2 separate regions of the Macaca mulatta genome follow, and region 1 is linked to region 2. A link is a contact called in public Hi-C data. All regions are on one chromosome and are shown on one strand. The core of a region is the stretch at or near the end of the contact, and the rest is flanking DNA. Distances in the headings are between cores, read along the strand shown.

Region 1 (3,651 bases), core at 1,089-3,588, 60 kb after region 2:
CGTTTATTGAATTACACTATGAATTACATTTACTGAGTGCTTCCCTTAAGCTAAGCACAGCCTTAAGGCTATGTGTTTTACTTAATTCTCTCACCAACCCTATGAGGCAATAAGCGGTTAGGTAATGCACTCAAGTCCACATAACTAGTAAGAGCCAAGATTCAATCTCACACTGTCTGACTCCAAAGCCAATATTCTTAAGCACTGCATTAAACTGCTATGCGATAAAAAAGGGTGCCACAAGGAAAAGAATAGATTTAATTTTATTTTTCAGTTCCAGGCTCTTATATCAAGTATTTATCTAATAATTGCATTGTTATGCTGCTTTATGACCTACTCCTTTTGTAAAGAAATTTATGTAAGAAAAGGTATGTACCACCACGCCCAGCTAATTTTTGTATTTCTAGCAGAGACGGGGTTTCACCACATTGGCCAGGCTGGTCTCGAACTCCTGACCTCAGGTGATCCATTCGCCTGAGTCTCCCAAAATGCTGGGATTACGGGCGTGAGCCACTGTGCCCGTCCAGTTTTCCTTCTTTCGGGTAATATGGGTTACTTCAGAATGTTTGGAATGTCGACAAATTAGAATACACAGCTAAGTCATAGTTCCCTTCACCTTTTGTCACAATTAAAGTATGCACAGATCCAGTCAACTAGGGCCTAGCAGTGAAGTAAATCTTGCTCCTGAAAGGTATTTTTCCTTTTGTTAACATTTAGGAATAAGTAAGACTTTGTTAAGGTAGGATTCCACACTCCCTACCCCGCCCCCCCCAAAAACTATTTCCAAAAGTTACCTTAATATGTGTAAGGCAGTGTGTTTTTAACATTACAACCAATGTTACATTGTTTGCCTTTTCAAGACCCCAGCTGAAGGCTGTTCCAACTGTCAGGCCCTTTCCCATTACAACATGGTGCTATTTTGCAACCATGACAAATGCTGGCAATAATGAGAACATTTACTGAACGCCATGTGGCAAGCCCAGTGGTATGCGCTTGACAGGCATGGCATCTTCAGGACACCTCTGAGGTAGGTAGTGTCATCATTATACTGATTTTACGGATGAGGAAAGTGAGGCTGGGGAGTCTAACCCCTCCAGAGGAAAACACAGCAACCAGGGCACGAATATGAACTCAAGTCTGCCCCCAAAGCCAGAGAATTTAACAACTTCCCCAAGCTGTTCTCAAGGAAGAGTCCCCAAATCCCACAAAAATCACTCGATCACCCCTCTTCAGCATGCAAAATGTAAAGCATCCGAATAGCCTGCACTTGCAACTTCGGAGACAAGCTCTCCCTATTCCCACAAAAAAAAACGGTGGGCTAGGGTAGGGTGAGGGGAGAAGGGAAGAATCGGTTCCCAGCAAAGTAAAAAGAGCGAGAAAAGGGCCAAGCGCCTACGAAAGAAACCAATCTAACTCGAGGCAAAGGGACCTAAATATTTTAGAACTAAAAAGGCACAAAACCAACCAAGAAAACGAAAATGAATTCAGCAGAAGACCGACACAAGGTAACAGAGCACCGGTGCAAAGGAAGCTGTCACAACGGATGCTGTATTTTATTAAAACCACACAGAGAGACCAAGAAAGTCGCAAGAGTTGAAGGAAAAAAGCAAAGCCGGCTCCACAGACCTCTGGTTTTCAGACCCGCTGCTCGGGGTGAAAAGCAGAGCGCGGTCCGCACCTTCTCTCGTTAAATCGCCATTCGAAACGCCACAGAGAACCAAAGGGCTGAGGAGAGGAAAGTGTCCGCGCCTCCGGGACCGCCATCGAGTTACCATCACTCGCTCGCTGGGCGCGGCGCGTGGTGGGGGTGGGGAGGCGCTGGTGCGACTCGGCTGCCCTACTCGCCGTCAGCACCCAAGTTCGTGCCAAGTCACAAAGCGCGTTATCGGCAGCAGCAACGCCACCTCAGGCTCGCCGCCGGGGCCCCGGCGCTTATCGGCGCCAGCGTCCCGCCCCGCGCGTCCGGAAAGGTTCCGCGCCGGGCCCCGCCCGTCCTCACCTGCCCAGCTCCCGGCCCGGGCACAGGCTGTAGCTGTCCTGGAAGGGCTCGGTGCGCACCGCGGCGCGGATCTCTGTCAGCAGCCCGCGGGCCTGTGGCGGCGGCGGCGGCCGGCACGGCACGCTCAGACCCCGGCCGGCCCGGCCCGAGCCTGAGGTGGCGGCTGGGGAGGAGCTGCCGCTGCCCGGCTTCTCCAGAGGGATCATGGTGTTCAGGCCCGCTTCTTTCCTGGCCGCCTGTTCGCTCTGAGAAGCCGGAGGGTCACGGACCCGCCCCCGGCTCCTAGTGCCGGTCCGCGGAGCCTTCAAACACCCGCTCTCCCCAGCGCGGCGCTCGGACTGCGGCAGGCAGGCTACCGGCAGCTCGGCCCCGCCCATGGCCCCGCGCCTGGCCCCGCCCCGTGACCATCCCGCGCCTGCCCTGCGCCCTGCTTTTGGCCCCGGCCAACCCCACCCCACGTCCGCCCCGCACCTAACCCCGCCCCTCCCCGTCCAAGCCTCACTCCGTGGCTGCCCCGCCCCCTCGCTGAGCTCCTGCGGGGTCCTGAGCGCCCGATGCCTCACGCGCGCCCTCTGCAGCTCGGGGGGAGAAGGTGCAGCTTTCAGGACGGCCCGGAGGCTGGAGGCGACTCACAGCACCACCCTTTGGCCAGGACTGCCTACTGCGTTAGCAGAGTTGTGCACCTGTTGAGCATCTGAGTCACAAAAGCTGACCTTCGGTTAATAAAAGGCATTTGAGCTGTAAGCGGGACTTCACGTGGTGGGAAGGGGTGATGAGACCCTGATCTCCGTACACTGGGGGAGGGGTCTGGAGGCAGGAGTTGTATAAATATTATTAACCCTGCACGCCAGCCCTTTGAAATAGACACTATTATATCGTCTGTAGTCGTCCCTATATTTACTTTAGAGGTCTTCTCATCCAGTCTTACGACTTTAATTACCATCTATATGCTCATGACTACAGAATTTGTATCTCTAGCTTTCAAATATTTCCTGAACTTCAGAATGGTGTATTCAACTATGCATTTGGCATCTCCACTTAGATGTCAAATTAGCATCTCAGGCTTAACATACACAAAAGTGAGTTCCTGATTGGTCTTCATGAATGCACTCCTACCCAGCTTTCCCCGTCTCAGTTTTCTTCATCTCCTTCCTTCTAACTCTTCAGGCCAAAAATCTTGGGATGAGCATTGACTCCTCTCTCATGCCCATCTGCAGTTTGTCAATGCGGCATTTGATCATTTCTCTCTATTTCCACCTTACCACCATGGCCTGAGCCACCGTTATCTCTTATCTGGATTACTGTGATAGTTTACTAACTGGACCACCTGCTTCCATCCTTCTTCCTCCCTAATGCCGCATAGTTCATTTTCAAGGCAATGAGAGTGATCTTTTAAAAATCGAAACCAGGCCGGGCGCGGTGGCTCACGCCTGTAATCCCACCACTTAGGGAGGCCAAGGCAGGCGGATCATGAGGTCAGGAGATCGAGACCACCCTGGTTAACACGGTGAAACCCCGTCTCTACTAAAAATACAAAAAATTAGCCGGGCGTGATGGCGGGCGCCTGTAGTCCCAGCTACTCGGGAGGCTGAGGCGGGAGAATGGCGTGAACCCGGGAAGCGGAGCTTGCAGTGAGCCGAGATGGCGCCACT
Region 2 (4,230 bases), core at 761-3,260:
GAAAGAGTTTTGGAAAGCACAAATGTGTACCTCAGTAGTTTCTTCTCTTGGTGGCAATTTGGAATGGGTGGGATACTCCCCGCCCCCACCCCCACCCCGCCCTCGCTCCGGGAGGTATCTTTGGCCATTACCGAGGACACGGGAAGGCACTCTGGGAGGTGCCTGTCTCATGACGGGCTTCCTTATTACTGTGCGTGTCTCTTTCGCGAGGCTCATAGCTTCTTTGGTTTTCGTGAGAAACCAGAAACATCGCATTCACTATTTTTTTTTTTTCTAAATTGGAGTGTAATCAAACAAGTGCTTAGGGGCTGTCAGGCCGACTGCCTGGGCACGGGCATGGCAGCACCTGGCAGCACCCTGTGGTGCGAACCCAGCCTGTGGTGCTGGGGATGAAGGAGAAACCCAGGACTCCGTGTCGTCTTTCCCAGACAAGCCTTCATGTATTATATTTTCCTTAAAGCCTGTTCTTTAGGGTCCAGGTCAAAATATGTACCAATTTGCTGGCAATAGGTTCCTCTTTAAAACAGTGAATTTTCTTTTGGTATTTTATTATGAAAAATTTCAAATGTACAAAAAGATAAAATAATTTATACTGTGAGCACCTATAGCTGGTACCTGGATTCTACAGTTAGCATTTTGCTCTGTTTCCATGAGTCTATAGTGTTATTTTGATGGATTACAAAGTAATTTTCAAACATTATACATGTAAGCATGTACATCATTAAGTGGAGTTTAATATTTGTTATGGTGCCTAGTTTTTTGGTTTTTTTTTTTTTGAGGTAAAATTTACAGTCTGTGAAAGGCACAAATCCAAGTGTCCTATCTCTGATGAGTTTTAACAAATACACCCAGTCGTGTCACTCAAGCCGTTATCTAGATGTAGATTGCTCCCAGCACCTGAATTCCCTCGTTTCCTACCCAGTGGGTTCCTTCTCACATCTTCCAGCTCTACCAGAGGCAGTCACTTTTCTTTTTTTTTTTTTTTGATGTTTGAAAATTACTTTGTAATCCATCAAAATAACAGGTTTCCAGCATAGTTTAGCCTGTTGTAAAATTAAAATAAATAGTTATATACTCCTCCTGTGTAAAGCCCTTTGACTTGGCGTGTTTTTGATACTCATCCATGTTGCTGCGTGTGTCAGGAGTTTGCTCCTTTTTAACAGTGGACTTTTGAGCGATCATTGGAAGTAGGATCATAGGAGGCCTCCTTGCCAAATGCAAAGACTGCCATTGACCTTACCAGCCAACCAAAGAGGGGCAGGACATTTGGAAAATCAAGTGGATTCTCCAGCTGGGCTGTTAGAAAACAACTCACTTCTGTGGAGAATCACTGGATTTTATAGGCTTAGCTCTAGAAAGCATCATTTTGTCATCATCTTCTGAAATGACAATAATGTATCCAATTACATCTCTCCTTTCTGTCATTTTACACCACAGTTGAAGATTCCTGTCTCTGGATCCAAGTCAGAGGGCCTTCTCTACGTCCACTCCTCCAGAGGTGGCCCCTTTCAGAGGTATCCTGGGAAGGTGACGGCAGTCCGGGGGGTGGGAGGAGGACTTCCTGATGGAAGCAACCCCGACTCTGTTTTCATTTGTTGGTAAATTGCTGTGGGCATAGGAAGAACTGTTTTTCAAGCTTGAAGCTGAAAGCTTCGTGGCCTGGGCAGCAAGCCAGTACTGTGGCTCTTAGCTGAGTCCAGTTTATCCATACAGTCTACTGAATTGCCCTCTCCTTATGCCGTTGAATTCATAAAACTTTCCAGTTATAGTGATCTAGGTCTGTCATAATTTGATGCTATGTTACAGCTTCTCACTTCACTGCCTCGATTGTTACAAATGAATAAAGGGCATGGATTCTTGTTCCAGAATTTATTCATCACATTCTTTGCATAAGCTCTCCACCCCTTAATTGGCTTTGCTTGTCTGGTTGCCAGTAGCTACATCCACTCACTTCCCCCACGGGAAGCCTCTCTCATAGATGCTTGCTGTTTAGCCAGGCTGTGTTTTAATTCCCAAGGACAAAAGGAGCAGGCGGGCCCACCTAGCTCACCCTGGGCTCACTGACCTCTGAGCCTGGGATTAGTGCACGAGCTGACTGGATTCCATGTCAGGAACTGAAGGTCAGTGTGAATTAGGAAATGAGAAATAAACTGCTCCTTCTCCTTCCTGGTGTCCCTTCCATTCGCCTGTCATTGTTAAGCCTGCCTCGAAGTCGAAGCTGGTTAAATAATGAGAGCCCATGGTAGAATGTTACGAATTGTGTTGACACAGCACTCACACAAAATGTTTACAAAAATTTAAGGCATTATTCAAAACAACTGCTTTCTGCACCCCTTTTTTTGACTATGGCCGTTGCCTCAGTGTTCATAGATTAGAGATACTGTACTTCTGGTTTCTCTCAGGTGGCACCTTGACGAGGTCTTTTTAGAGCTCAAGGATGGTCAGCAGATTCCTGTGTTCAAGCTCAGTGGGGAAAACGGTGACGAAGTGAAAAAGGAGTAGAGACGACCCAGAAGACCCAGCAGACCCAGCGTGCTTCTAGTCCCTCCTTCCCTCATCTCTACCATATGCCCACTGGGGTGGTGGCCCATCTGAGTGGCAGACACTCCTGCAACCCAGTTTTCCAGCCACCAGCGGGATGATTGTATGTGCCAGCACATGGTAATTTTGGTATAATTCCAACTTGGGCACAACGAATGCTATTTGTCATTTTTAAACTGAATCCGAAAGAAACCCCTATTACAAATTTAAGATAATTGATTTGAAAGTGCTTTGTATAAAAAAGCAAATGATAAAAGGAATCAGAATTAATGAAATGTTTGTTGATCTTTGCTGGTTCTCATTTCTTTCCTTTCTCTTCCTCTTCCTTTCCCCTGGAATTTTCAGTCTTCATTACAAAGCCTGAAGCTCAGTAGTACTGAAGGGATTTTTTTCTAAATTATTGACATGAGAATGATGAGGAAGACCAGTTTGGTTTTTCACTGTACCTTGAATTCATGTTGTTAAGTAGCTTGTGGACATTCTCCATCACTTTGGAATATTTTGTTTGCATTTATTTCTATTTCAGATACCAGCCATCTGCCCAGTTGAAGATTTGCAAAATAATTTTTATTCCAAACATTTTGAAAGCTTAGAAAATTTGTGTGTGTACATATACACATAAAGTTAACTTAGGAAAGTTAGTTTGAAGGTAACAGCATCTGGCTGGGCGTGGTGGCTCATGCCTATAATCCCAGCACTTTGGGAGGCCGAGGCAGGCGGATCACCTGAGGTCAGGAGGCCTGGCCAACATGGTGAAATCTCGTCTCTACTGAAAATACAAAAAAATTAGCTGAGTGTGGTGGCAGGTGCCTGTAATCCCAGCTACTTGGGAGGCTGAGGCAGGAGAATTGCTTGAATCCAGGAGGCAGAGGCTGCAGTGAGCCAAGATTTCACCATTGCACTCCAGCCTGGGCAACAAGAGCAAAACTCCGTCTCAGGAGAGAGGAAAAAAAAAAAAAAAAAAGGAAAGAAAAAGAAGGAAAAGGGAAGGAAAGGAAAAAGCTAACAGGTTCTTACCTATCTGCTTTCCAAACAACTTAACTGCTTGTTAGATAATCGTATCCTTAGGTTTTATTAGTCTTATAAGGAAACATAAAGCAAAAGAACTTCCTTCTGGGCACCAGAGCCTACAAAAACAGAAATCTGGTATCTGTGCTTTGAAAAGGTCAGTTTAACCCTCTTAGCATTAGCAGGCTTAATGCCATTGTAGTGTTGTCCGCAATGAAGGACAGCCATGAGCTCTCTTCCTACATTCTTAATATTCAGTGAAGAGAAGCCTCTCAGAAAAAAAGAAAAAAATGAGCTTAAACATGCTGGTAGAATATGAGGTCTTCAGTTGTTACAAGTTATCTCTATTCTGGAGTTGTTTCTTTAAAAACATGTTTGTGTGTTCTTTGAGTAGATCATACAGTGAAAAGTCTCCCCCTGAGAGTGCTTTTGTCAGTGTGTTTAGATAAATATTCCAATCTCTACAGTCTTTTAAAATAAATGGCAGAGCACTGTACAGTTTTGTGCTTTTGCTCTTTAAGTTACACACTGTTCTATTGTGTGTATGTTGTGAATTTATGTGTTGCTTGCTGTCTATTCTCTGACAACTTCTACTTCATTTTAGTGTTTGAATTTTTTTTGTTTCTTTGCTATGGCCAAATTATAGAAAACCAGGGCTCAGGTTGGCCATCTGTTCTGAAG

What was found. A called contact is a pair of places that touch in the nucleus more often than the background predicts.
Region 1: a contact with region 2 is called in a Hi-C map of fetal cortex germinal zone, with 2.2 times the contacts expected there. The contact joins the promoter of STK17A here to the enhancer-like site in region 2. A contact is called at or near these places in 5 of 14 Hi-C or Micro-C datasets (CD4 T cells, blood, cortical neurons and 2 more).

What each region holds. Positions count from the first base shown.
Region 1 is chr3:84,774,381-84,778,031 of T2T-MMU8v2.0, forward strand. It overlaps STK17A (serine/threonine kinase 17a), which reads right to left and starts at 2,339. Exons shown (of 7, transcript XM_001095883.5): 1 at 2,000-2,339. The coding sequence starts at 2,205.
Region 2 is chr3:84,714,896-84,719,125 of T2T-MMU8v2.0, forward strand. It overlaps COA1 (cytochrome c oxidase assembly factor 1), which reads left to right. Exons shown (of 6, transcript NM_001265636.2): 5 at 1,438-1,514; 6 at 2,403-2,800. The coding sequence ends at 2,502. Among named protein-coding and RNA genes, the nearest start is that of STK17A, 60 kb to the right of the region's middle. Within about 2 kb of position 2,011, at least 7 of the 40 cell types and tissues checked have an H3K27ac peak or open chromatin away from gene starts, as enhancers often do. A contact at or near this core is called in fetal cortex germinal zone, where this site is marked.